2 separate regions of the Hordeum vulgare genome follow, and region 1 is linked to region 2. A link is a contact called in public Hi-C data. All regions are on one chromosome and are shown on one strand. The core of a region is the stretch at or near the end of the contact, and the rest is flanking DNA. Distances in the headings are between cores, read along the strand shown.

The links. A called contact is a pair of places that touch in the nucleus more often than the background predicts.
Region 1: a Hi-C map of seedling shows a contact between it and region 2, with 3 times the contacts expected there. The contact joins the promoter of LOC123425134 here to the promoter of LOC123425131 in region 2. A contact is called at or near these places in 1 of 6 Hi-C or Micro-C datasets (seedling) and 1 of 1 datasets of contacts at active chromatin or transcription factors (embryo).

The regions. Positions count from the first base shown.
Region 1 is chr2H:76,404,530-76,410,415 of MorexV3_pseudomolecules_assembly, forward strand. It overlaps LOC123425134 (hydrophobic protein LTI6A), which reads right to left and starts at 3,315. Exons shown (of 3, transcript XM_045108808.1): 1 at 2,901-3,315; 2 at 2,695-2,806; 3 at 2,114-2,363. The coding sequence starts at 2,990. The coding sequence ends at 2,723.
Region 2 is chr2H:76,145,409-76,151,478 of MorexV3_pseudomolecules_assembly, forward strand. LOC123425131 (H/ACA ribonucleoprotein complex subunit 4-like) reads right to left here and starts at 3,974. Exons shown (of 1, transcript XM_045108805.1): 1 at 1,751-3,974. The coding sequence starts at 3,824. The coding sequence ends at 2,007.

The DNA.
Region 1 (5,886 bases), core at 2,065-4,564, 260 kb after region 2:
CCATGGTCAACTACCCCGCCATCCTTCTTAGTCTAAGAAAATGACATGACATGACGTCTGAAAATAAGCTCGATGGCATTTGATCGAATAACCGTCGGGCGTGGCGGCCGCCATGGAGATCGCCGACAGGGTGGCGGAGTGTACCCGGGCACAAACGGCTTCAGGGTGGACATCATTGTTGTAAAAGGCGAGCGGGCACGTCGATGCTCGTTGGGAACGTGTAACAATGCCTGTGTGACGGCCGGAGAGACACATCAGCGATGGCGGAGGTGGAGGATGTGGATGCAAAGCAAAGAAGAGAAGTGAGGAGTGAAAGAAAATGGGTGGGTAGGGCAGATTTAGTGGGCCTAAGGTGTCGGAGTCCAACGTGGATATTGTCCGGACTTTCGTAACACCCCTCCTCTCACTCTGTCTCCACTAAAAAATATGTTCGTCGAACGGATCGATACAGTTACACATTGAATGATTTTCCACAATGTAAACGCATATATATTATTTAAGGGTCGTTATTGAAGATGCCTTAACACCCGTTGTAAGTTAGAGAAAGTATACTCCGTGTTCCTTTCACCAAGAATGTAAATACTCGTGACGCGTGGTGTCGAGCGTGCATCTAGAACCATATTTTTTTACATTCATCTAGAACCACGTCTTGGTGAGATGAAGGTGTGGGCACTGGGCAGATACAATATTTACGGTTATGAATTTAGCTCATGATTCCTTCCTAGACGTTTTAAGTTGAAACTAGATCAGGCTAGCGTGTGGCGCTCGTACACTAATCCTTATGCTACTTTATGAAAGGAATTGGAGGAACTCCCAATTACCACAGATCAAAGAATTGCTCTTGGTATGCACCAATCTTGCAAGGACAATGAAGGTTTGCATGGTTGGTTATGCAGTGCAAGTGACAAAACTTTTGAAACTTGGGTTTGGAAGTTCTTTGCCGACGAAGATCATGTTAGAAGATAGCAACCTATGAAGTTCTCTAGTTGCTAAGTTGTGATGTCTAGAAGTTGGCTACTTGTGAAGTTTAGAAGATGGCAACTTTTGATATTTAGGAGAAGATAACATGTTGATCTGTCAGCTTGCTGTCTTTGAGAGTTGAACTTGTGTCTTTTGGGAAGTACTCCCTCCGTCCGAAAATACTTGCCTTAGAGATGAATGTATCTAGACTTATTTTAGTTATAGATACATCTATTATATCCATTTCTAGGACAAGTATTTTCGGACGGAGGGAGTAGATCTTTTGATGTGTAGTGAAACACTCTAATGTAACTAGGTTGGAACTAGTGATATTGTTATGACTATTATTAGATTTTATAATGATGGCTGGAACTTGGATGTATCTATCTTATTTTCTATCTTGACTATGAATTGCATTTATGGGAGCATGTTGCAATATGATTGAGTTGTAAGACAAATGCCAAACAATCGCACCACTCTTATAAACACATGTGGCATGAGTCCAAACACAAACCATAACTTTTTGCCAAACATTTGTGAAAGACATCCAAACGCACACCACATAAAATCTGCCACACCTAACCTAAGACATGGCTACCAACCAAACAGTTTGATTTTGCCACACATTATGGCAAGCCACAGCGTGGCAATTTGAGCCCCAAACCAAACGGCCCCTGAGTCATACAGTATATTTTCCCCACGTTTTCCCTGCCGTGCGTACATCACATCGGGGACACTGGCAGTCTGGCACTAGGCGCCACGGTGAGCTGTGCGGCCTTGTGCGATGACCCGGCGCTCGTGACTCTGGCACTTGTCATCGTTGCCTCTTGGAAACGGCATCGGGAGTTTTTTATTTTTTATTTTGAAAGTTATACCGGAAGAAAATGAAACAATAAAAAATAGGACCTTTGACTTATACTAGAAAAATAAAGAGAAAGAGAGAGACCGCAGTGCAGCCAGCCACTCCCAGTGCGAAACGTGACGGACGCTCACTGACCCCCCCGCTCCGTGATTTCCTCCGATCCGTCACATCCGTTTGAACCTGAAACTTATCCAATCCAACGCTGCAGCACGAGAAACTCGCCAACATACCAACCAATCGGGGGCGATGCAAAAAAAAATTAAAAAATCTGCGCAAGGAACGCTCGAGAACAATCGGAAAATTTCTCCACCAATCAATTGATTAATTAATTAATTCATCAAAGTACATGGACGACGAAAATGGACAGAGGAACAACTGGATGCATGGATACACTGGGGAAGGCGACAGGAGGAGAGGAGTCTAATCATCAAGCAAGAACAACAAACAGATGTACAACAGCATGAACACACAACGCGTACGCAGCACCATGGATCACCTGGCTCGCGTCTCGGACAAACGGAACAAGTTGGCCATGGATCACCTGGCACAAACAACAAGCAGAGATCAGTCCGGGAATTTCCATCGCAGTTCTCTGAACCAAATAAGGATGGTTCCTCTGTTTTCTTTCGAAACAAAAAGATGGAAGCAACGGCGGGCTGCAGGGCGCTTCTCTTTTTGGATTTGCGAAATCCTTTTTTGCTTGGAAGAAGATGCATCCTTTTGTTGTGCTGTTAATACGGCGCCCTATGTTTGTTTGTTAGGTTTTTTTTATTTACAGTAGATAAAAATTGCTTTTGTAAATTCTACGGAGGACTCCACTGAAGAGAGAAAAACCGGGGGAAATGACAAGTTCCCCCGAGGTGCATGCATACCTAGAGACAAGCAGGCAGGCAGGGGCGGCTACTTGGTGATGACCCAGACGGCGTAGATGATGCCGGGGAGGTAGCCGAAGAAGGTGAGCAGCAGGCAGATCCAGAACTCGATCTGCAAAGCACGAGCATCCAATTAGCCACAGCCCAGTGCATGCATAGTCCGTCCGTCATGAGATGGCAGCCCGGGACAGGGATCGGGCGCTCACCCCGCAGGCGAACTTGAAGAAGACGCCGAGCGGCGGCAGGATGATGGCGAGGATGATGTCGATGCAGTTGGCCGTCCCCTCGTCCGCCATCTTCCTTCCTTGTCTCGAAGCAGTCGAAGGGAGAACCCGAGGCGAGAGGAGAGGAGAGGAGAGGAGGTTGATGGAAGAAACTAGGAGAGCGAGACGGCTAGAGGTGGAGTAGTAGAGTGATGATGCGGTGGTGCGACGCCCCTGCTGATTATAAAGAGAGACGGCGAGGCACCACGCGGGGCGAGGGCGCCGGTTGGCGAGGTTACGTTACGTGCCCGGCTCGTGCGGCGGTGATGATGCTCATGCTCCCACGAGCGCCAGACAGGGGGGTTGGATCGGACGTGGGAAGAATCGGATGCTGCGGCCGGCCGGTCCTCGTGCGCGCGCTTCGCTTCGCTGTTGCCTGTTGGTTCGGCTCCAACGGCTGGCGGCGACCCGTCCGCCCGGTTCCGTGCCCGCTTCTCTCGCGTGGACGCGCCTTTCAACTTTTGACGTTGAAGGCTATCATTTTTTTTTCTTTTGCGGGCAAAAGGTTATCAAGTTCAAAAAGAAAGAACGTTGAAGGTTATCCTTATTCTTTTATTTTTGAAGGGACGTTGAAGGTTATCTCGACTCCGGGTGCTATCTGCTGTACTATCTCAGCCCCAAATTTGACTGTCAAAACAAAGGACGCGTTTGGTTGCGTGCATTACATTCAAAAGACCCGTATAGAATGAAAATAGGCTGTTTGGTAATATGCATTCACTGTTTGGCCCGCATAATACAAACCTCAAAGCACCTCTCAGCCAGGCCCGATGGGAACGGCCGAATCGAACGTTTTTTGCGAGCCAAGCTCGAGCGATGCAGGGGAGGGGAACGTCGTGCCGCGCCGCGTAGGGAAGGGAGATGGCGGGAGCGATGGCGCATCTTCGAAAAAGTGGCGAGACGAATTCGAGTCATCGCCCGCCGATTCGGTCACCCTATATATCGACGGTGACCGCGGCGGCAAAACTCCCGCCACCATTTCCCCCATCTCGAGCTTTCCTTCCGTGCGGATCCAGTTCGACGACGAGGTAAGCGGCGCAACAACTCCGGCGACCGGTTGATTGCGGCGGTGGGTCCTCCTCCTCCTCTTCGACGTGCGAGGCGCCTCCTCCCCGGTCGTTCCGATGGCGTCTGTAAGTTCAATCATTACCTCCTCTCTACTAGTTCTAGCTAGATCTTTCCATGTGGTAGGGTTAAGTCGTCCGACCTGTTTGACCATGATGTTGTAGTAGCTAGCTGTGATGGATTTGGAGCATGCTGGGGGTTATTTCCATGTGGGAAAGTGTTGGTAGCTAGTGGTCATGGATGGTTTGCTGGTAGTGTGCAAGTGTTGAACAATATCATTCATATGTGTCCAAGATTAGTGTTGTGTTCTGCTGTGTTGATGTGTGGTATGCTTTGATGGATTTGGTAGTTCATGACGTTTACGTTTGTAGGACATGACCACACAAACACAAGAGATTAGGCAGGCCCTCGTGCTATCTGAGAGCCAGTTCCCGTCTGAGGGAGTCCGGGATTAAGGGGTCCTCAAGTAGTCAGCTTACCATGAAGAGGTCGTCCTGATGTGATGTACCTATGGGAGGTCAGGTTGTGCGGTCATCTCGTACTCAGTGAGGAGAACACCGAAGACCGGCATGACGTCCAAGTAAAATAGACTAGGTCGATTGTGTGTAACCCTAATTCCCTGGTGATTATATAAACCGGAGGTCCTCGTCCGTGTAGACAGGTTGATTCACCTACGGTTTAGTATACACGATCTCGAGGTAGACTCTGTAATCATCATCCACATCAATATAATCAAGCAGGACGTATGGTTTTACCTCCTCAAGAGGGCCCGAACCTGGGTAAACACTGTATCCCCCTCTTTCCTACAATCGACCGATCTAAGGTCCACAGTTCGGGACCCCCTACCCGAGATCTGCCGGCTTTGACACCGACATTGGTGCTTTCATGAGAGTTCCACTGATTGGATCGCCAGAAGGATCGATGGCACGCCTAGTCATCAGTGAGGAGATCATCAACATGTTGAAAATATACCCTAGAGGCAATAATAAAATAGTTGTTATTATATTTTCTGTTTCAAGATAATCGTTTATTATCCATGCTATAATTGTATTGAATGGAAACATAAATACATGTGTGGATACATAGACAAAATAATGTCCCTAGTAAGCCTCTAGCTGACTAGCTCGTTGATCAAAGATGGTTAAGGTTTCCTAGCCATAGACAAGTGTTGTCACTTAATGACGGGATCACATCATTAGGAGAATGATGTGATGGACAAGACCCAAACTATAAACGTAGCATGTGATCGTGTTATTTTGTTGCTACTGTTTTCTGCATGTCAAGTATAGATTCTTATGACCATGAGATCATGTAACTCACTGACACCGGAAGAATGCCTTGTGTGTATCAAACGTCGCAATGTTTCTGGGTGACTATAAAGGTGCTCTGCAGGTATCTCCGAAGGTGTCCGTTTAGTTAGCATGGATCAAGACTAGGATTTGTCACTCCATATGACGGAGAGGTATCTCAGGGCCCACTCGGTAATACAACATCACAAACAAAGCCTTGCAAGCAATGTGACTAAAGAGTTAGCCACAGTATATTGTATTACGAAACGAGTAAAGAGACTTGCCGGTAACGGGATTGAAATAGGTATGAGGATACCAACGATCGAATCTTGGGCAAGTAACATACCGAAGGACAAAGGGAATGATATACGTGATTAAATGAATCCTTGACATAGAGGTTCAGCCGATAAGATCTTCGTAGAATATGTAGGATCCAATATAGGTATCTAGGTCCCGCTATTGGATATTGACCGAAGAGTGTCTCGGTCATGTCTACATAGTTCTCGTACCCGCGGGGTCTACACACTTAAGTTTCGATGATGATTTTCAATATAGCTGAATTATTGATGTTGGTAAGT
Region 2 (6,070 bases), core at 2,724-5,223:
TTTCCGCAACTCACATATTGTTTCACGACATGTAGGGCGTGTTCTGATTCTCTCCAACTTCAAACTCCACAAACTTCTCATTCGGAGTTGGGCCGAACGTCTGAGCTTCAAGAAGCTAAATCCAAGAAGCTAGACCCTCCTGCGGTGTAAAAACGAGTGTAAAAATGAGAAGCACCATTGGCCCAGCTCCACGAAACTAAAAGGTAAGAGTTGTACATATTTACAACCAAAATGCCACCGCCAAAGAAAAAACGTTTCATTCATCCTTCCCGAATCGGTACATGACATGAGGAAAACCTATCTCTAACCCCAACATGGGCTGGTTCCAACGGGCCCAACTAGCGCTAGACAGGCCCGCCGCCGCTGCGAGCCTAATGTGGGGATGGAGAAGCCAGCCAAGGTGTAGAACGAACAAGATTAGCTGTGTGGAGTGAGAAGCTAAGATAAAAAGCTGGATTTGTGGAGTTTTGGGAAGCTGGAGGAGATCCGAACACGCCCGTAGTCCTGGTACTCGGTAACAGTAGGGTTCACCGACCGATCTGAAAATGTCAATATTTTTGCAACATGGGTTAGAAGATGTCGTATTTTTGCATATCGAACGGTCATTCGGATGGCGGATGTTTAGCACGGATCCACCAGTGGCTGCCTAGCAGCTCCCTCTTACATCAAGTACTTCATATTTCTCCAGTTTAATTTGGCAACGGGGAATCAGACGACATTATGCTGTTATGCACCATATAAATAAACCAATATTGCAATGACGGTACCGAGAGGAAAACAACATGTACTGCTGCTATACTAAAAAAATGAAACTGGCAAATTCACTGCATATGATGATTTCGCAGCCAAAAAAATGACCTATGGGTGATTGTAAGCATGTACTCAGACACGGGAAACCAAATTCTCACACCCCGTTTGGTTGAAACGTTCCACAATAAAGTTCTGCTTCGGTTCCAGAATATCAGCAAACAGCAGGTAGATCAATATATGCACAACAAAGACAGAAATTTCAGAATAGTACAAAAAATGCATTAACAAATAACAGACACAGAAATGCAGGCCTGGGACTCCTGCATTGTGTATCAGCAGAAAACTAGTTCGCACATTAATGTGGTGGAAATATTATGACTAGAATTTTTCTACTTCAGGTTGCAAAATAGCAATTTTAAGATTGGCAAGCCAGAAGCTTCAGTACAGTGGAGTGGACTACTAAGATGAGATGGGAGCGAAAATCCACTACATTTACTGTTAATAGTATATATCCTCGTTGCCAAAATTTGAGAATCGTCACATTTCAGTAGAGTGGCAGCAACCTAAAGATAGTAGGTTAGGCTTTCGAAGCGATACATGGTTGCAAGGGGTTCCCACAGAATTGCAACCAAACAAACCTTATAGAATCTGATGAACTAGTGGCTATGCACCATGCATATATCATTTATGTTACGCAGGAAGTTCAATATTTGAATAACCATGCTGGAAACAAACATATATCTTCTGGTTCTATCAAAGAAGTGAAACTGGCAAATTCAATACTACAATATGGAACAGAATTGCGGACTCAGGTGCACAGAATGATCATAGATTTCTTGGTGGTTGCAAGAATGTACAGTATATATCAGCATAGCAAACCAAGTTCTCATAACCGGAAATATTAGGATTGGTAAACTCTACTTCAGCTTAATATCATCAAAACAGCAGAACTGATGAGATTAGCAAGCCAGCAATTCCAGTACAGTGTACTACTAAGATGAGATGAGAGCAAAATTCACTGCAAAACTGATAACAGATACAGCGATACATGACTGATTGTTCAAATTTAAAGGAAAATCTCTCTAATTACCATAGCATTTCAGTTGAATGGCAGCAACCTAAAGATAGTACATCAGGCCTACCTATCAAACCATAGCCGGTTGCAAGGGGTTCAGAGCAAATAAAACAGGTAGTTCAAACTCCCACATAACTGCAACCAAATAACATGACCAGACAATGTGAACTACTAGCTCTACCTATTGTGCCGCCTCCTCAGCATCTTTCTTCTTCTTTTTCTTCTCCTTTTTCTTCTCACTCTTCTCAACTTCATTCTCTGTAGCGACATCATCACCGCCTTCCTTGCTCTTCTTTTTCTTGTCCTTTTTCTTCTCGCTCTTCTCAACTTCCGCACTCTCTTGAGCGACATCATCCCTGCCTTCCTTGTTCTTCTTCTTCTTTTTCTTCTCACTGGCACCATTCTCCTCGTCAGACAGGCTGCTCTTCTCCTCCTTCACTGCCTCTGAAACAACTGATCCTGGTTCTCCCTTGTCTTTCTTTTTTTTCTTCTTCTTCTCACTCTTATCCCCGTCCACTCCCTCAGTGACCTCCTCCACCTTCATCTTCTTTGCAGGTGTAGAAGCAGTCACATCATCCTCATCATTCTTCCTCTTTTTCTTCTCCTTGACCTCCTCACTTGGCACGACATCCTGTTGTTCCACCTTCACCTTCTCAGGCTCAGGGGCAGCTGCAAGGCTAGCAATCATCGCATCACCACCAGTAGGAAGCACCACATTTCGAAGCCACTCAGCTGGCGTCTTGTCAGTTGGCTTCCCATGCTTATCAAGGAGGCCCTCAGCAATCATCTTCTTCTTCTTGAGTGCCACCGGACCAAGTCCCCACTTCCTTGGGTATGTGTCCCTGTCCATCACCACCCTCTTGATCTTCGCCACAGCACCATGGTCACAAGTCGCCATAACAGCAGTGGGCATCTCAGCGATACCGATGGCAATCGCCTCCCCCTTTGTAGTCATGAGAACAACCTCTTCCCCAACATCAATGTCATTCTCAAACCGGAGCAACCCAGGAATCATAAGCTTGGCACCATAGCAGATAGCATTAACAGCAGAGTCCTTCACAACAAGCCTCTTGTAGCTAGTAAGAATTACCTCAAGCGGCATCACCACACGCCTTATGTAAGACTCATCCTTGTGGTTGTCAAGCGCCCACATCGCATCCATCACATCGTGCATGGTGACCATGTTGTCCTGCTCCCCCAGGATACCTGACCGGACACGGCGCAGCTCCTGCATATGCGCACCGACACCCAGGAGCAGCCCAAGGTGCACACAGAGCGTCCGGACATAGGTTCCGGCCTCGCAAGAGATCCAAAAAACGGCAAGGTGGCGCTCGGCGTCATGCTCCAGCAGCTTGCTCTCATAAATGGTCCGCACCCTGAGCTGGCGCTTGACAGCCGAGATAAGCGGCGGGCGCTGGAACACGGCGCCGGTAAGGGACTCGAGCGCGCGGGCGACCCGGGCCGTGTCTGGGACGGCGGCGTGGAAGCGGGCGATGCACACATACTCCTTACCTGCGCCCTGCTGCGACTTGACGAGGCGTGTTGCGCGGTCGACGCAGACGATGAGGTTGCCGGTGACCTTGGGGTCGAGCGTGCCGCTGTGGCCGGTCTTCTCAACGCGGAGGAGGCGCTTGATCCACGCCACCACCTCGTGGGAGGAAGGGTTGGATGGCTTGTCGAGGTTGATGACGCCATAGCGAAGGTACTCGGCGAGGGGTCGCTTGAGCGGCGAGTGGCCGGAGGGGAGCGGGGTGTAGTGGCCGGTGCGGACGTTGAGGCGGTCGTAGTTCTTGAGAAGGAGCGGCCAGGTGGAGGTGTCGAGGGACGGGACCAGGGCCTGGGGCTTGATCATGTACCCATCGGTCTTTGCCTCCGCGTCTGCCAGCGACGTGGTATCGGCGGCGGGGTCGGAGGAGGCATCCTTGGATTTGCTCTTCTTTTTCTTGGATTTGGTGTGCTCCGAGGCGGGGGACGCGACGACCGGCGGCGTGGAGGACATGGCGGCGGCTGGGGGGGTGGGGGGCTAGGGATTAGGGTTTTTGCGGGGAACGGGAGTGGCGCCGTCGCGGCGAGAGGAAGAAGGGGGTTTTAAGGGTAAGGGTTTACCGGGGTGCGTGGGCTGGAGCGATGGGCTTTGTCGTTGGGCCACCCGGTTAGAAGTCACCAAACCAGAAGCATGGATTATCTCTAACCGAGTAGCTCCCCTTCGTCGATAGTGCCCCACAACCGTGGCTAAGAGTATCTCTATCACACCCTTTATATAAATAAAACGCGTTTGAAGTTTGTGAAAAATGGTTTTGTGGACCGACACAAATCAAGGCAGAGTTAGATCCTATAAAACGGACCCTAAAAAAAACATTCGCACAAGATGCTCTTCGTCCGCGTCCACCCGCGCACGTTGTCCAGTCGTACACGCTATGCATCCGCCGGAGCTTGCCGGCCGTGTCGACCTCCCGGAGCACGCTGTCGGGCGTTCTCCCCAATTGGTCACGCGTCCATCTCGGCTTGCGGAGCGCGCGCGCATGGGGCCGAGAGGGGCGGTGGCGAGAGCGCCGGGGCAGAGCATGCGGCGGTGAGAACGCGGGGAGGAGGAGGAGGAGCAGGGAGCTTTGCTTGCTTGCTTGCTAGCACAGAGGAGTGGGAGGATGCAGCAGCCGCAGCAGCATCACCATCACAAGCCGCCCAAGCCATCCCTCACCGGCAGCGGGCCGTGGATCCGGAGGTCCCTGCCGCCGTCGTCGCCACATCGAAAGTCGTGGGGCGCTGGCGGCTACAGCGAGGACGACGACCCCTTCTTCGACCTCGACCTGTCATGTTGCTCTGCACCCGCGTCCAGCGCCGAGTCGAGCTCCGAGTCCGGGGACTCTTCGTGCGCCGGCGAGGTTGACTTCGTCATCTTACTGCGGCGGAGCTGCTCCATGTCACTGCCCTACGAGAGCGTCTCCTTCAGCCGCTGCGGGGTGGGGGAGCGCCTCTGCGGGTCAAATTCTGCACGTCGGAGCCCAGCGACGCCGATGCACAATTCAGCACCAGCAGCAGGCACAGGAAGTTGCAAGGATAGGCGGGGTGGACGTGCGACGGTCGGTGACGAACGGGGCGATGGCCGGGGACGGGCGGGGCGACGTCCGGGGCGGCGCACGGCGGACGTGGACGACGGACGTGGAAGTTTCCATGGCATTTAGGCTCCCACCAACTACTTTCTCTCGACATAGTGCACCATAGAAGCGGACGCAAAAACTGTGTTTTTGCAGATCGGGAGATGCTTTTTACCGTACCCCTCAAAACAAATTACAGGTCGGAGTCGTTTACGGGTTCTATTCGGGTCGCTTTTTCCGCCTAAAACTGAAAACTGACGGTTATTTTACAGTTTCACGAGTTATACGGGGTCTGCTGGAGATGCTCTAAGAGCGTGGGAGGTGACCCGCTATCGTCTCGCACTTTTTTAACGGATGCAAAAGATTTGCCTCATCAATTAATTAAGAAGAAGAGAATTCTTTGGTTAATTAACGAAAAATCGACCAAAAATCAATACAGAGACCACATACAGACTACTCGCTAATAAAGAAACTCCATGACCCCACTATCAACCCGACAAAGATACATAAGACGTAACAACCACAGTCCCTCGCACTTCACGTTGCAAAGAAACCCCCAACAAAACCAAGGTTGAAGACAATGCACACCACCAAATCCATAAAGACGAGTCAATCAAAAATGATGGTCGAAGAGACTAATTATCTTTCATTAAGCAACTGAGAACACCTTACCAATAGCGGCACTCTTCTTGCCTATGCTTCTAAGAACCTTCTTCACCTTCTTGATTTTGCACGTAGAAGCCTCCTCCGCTAGGAGACAAGCAATCGCCTAGCCAGCCCGAAGACTAGCTACCTCCAAGCAAACGAGCAAGCCGCCAAGCTTTTTCATGAAGACCGCCTCATCAATAGGTGCCAACATACCATCATGGTCAAAGATGGGCGACCGAATGGCTTTTAGCGCCTCAAAATTAGGTGCCAAAGCACCTACCTCATCAACCCCAGCCTGCATAGACTCCACCTGGCCAACAGCCACACATGAGAGAGCGCTAGGAACATCCAAATCTCCACAGTCCACAAAGGCGAGCGGTTGACTGGCCTCCACCGTCAATGAAGAGATCGAGGTAGGTATCGCTAAGGCTCCTCCAAGCGACTCCATCTCTATAGGAAGCACCACCGAAATACGTGCAATAGGCTCCCCATAAAGCTTATG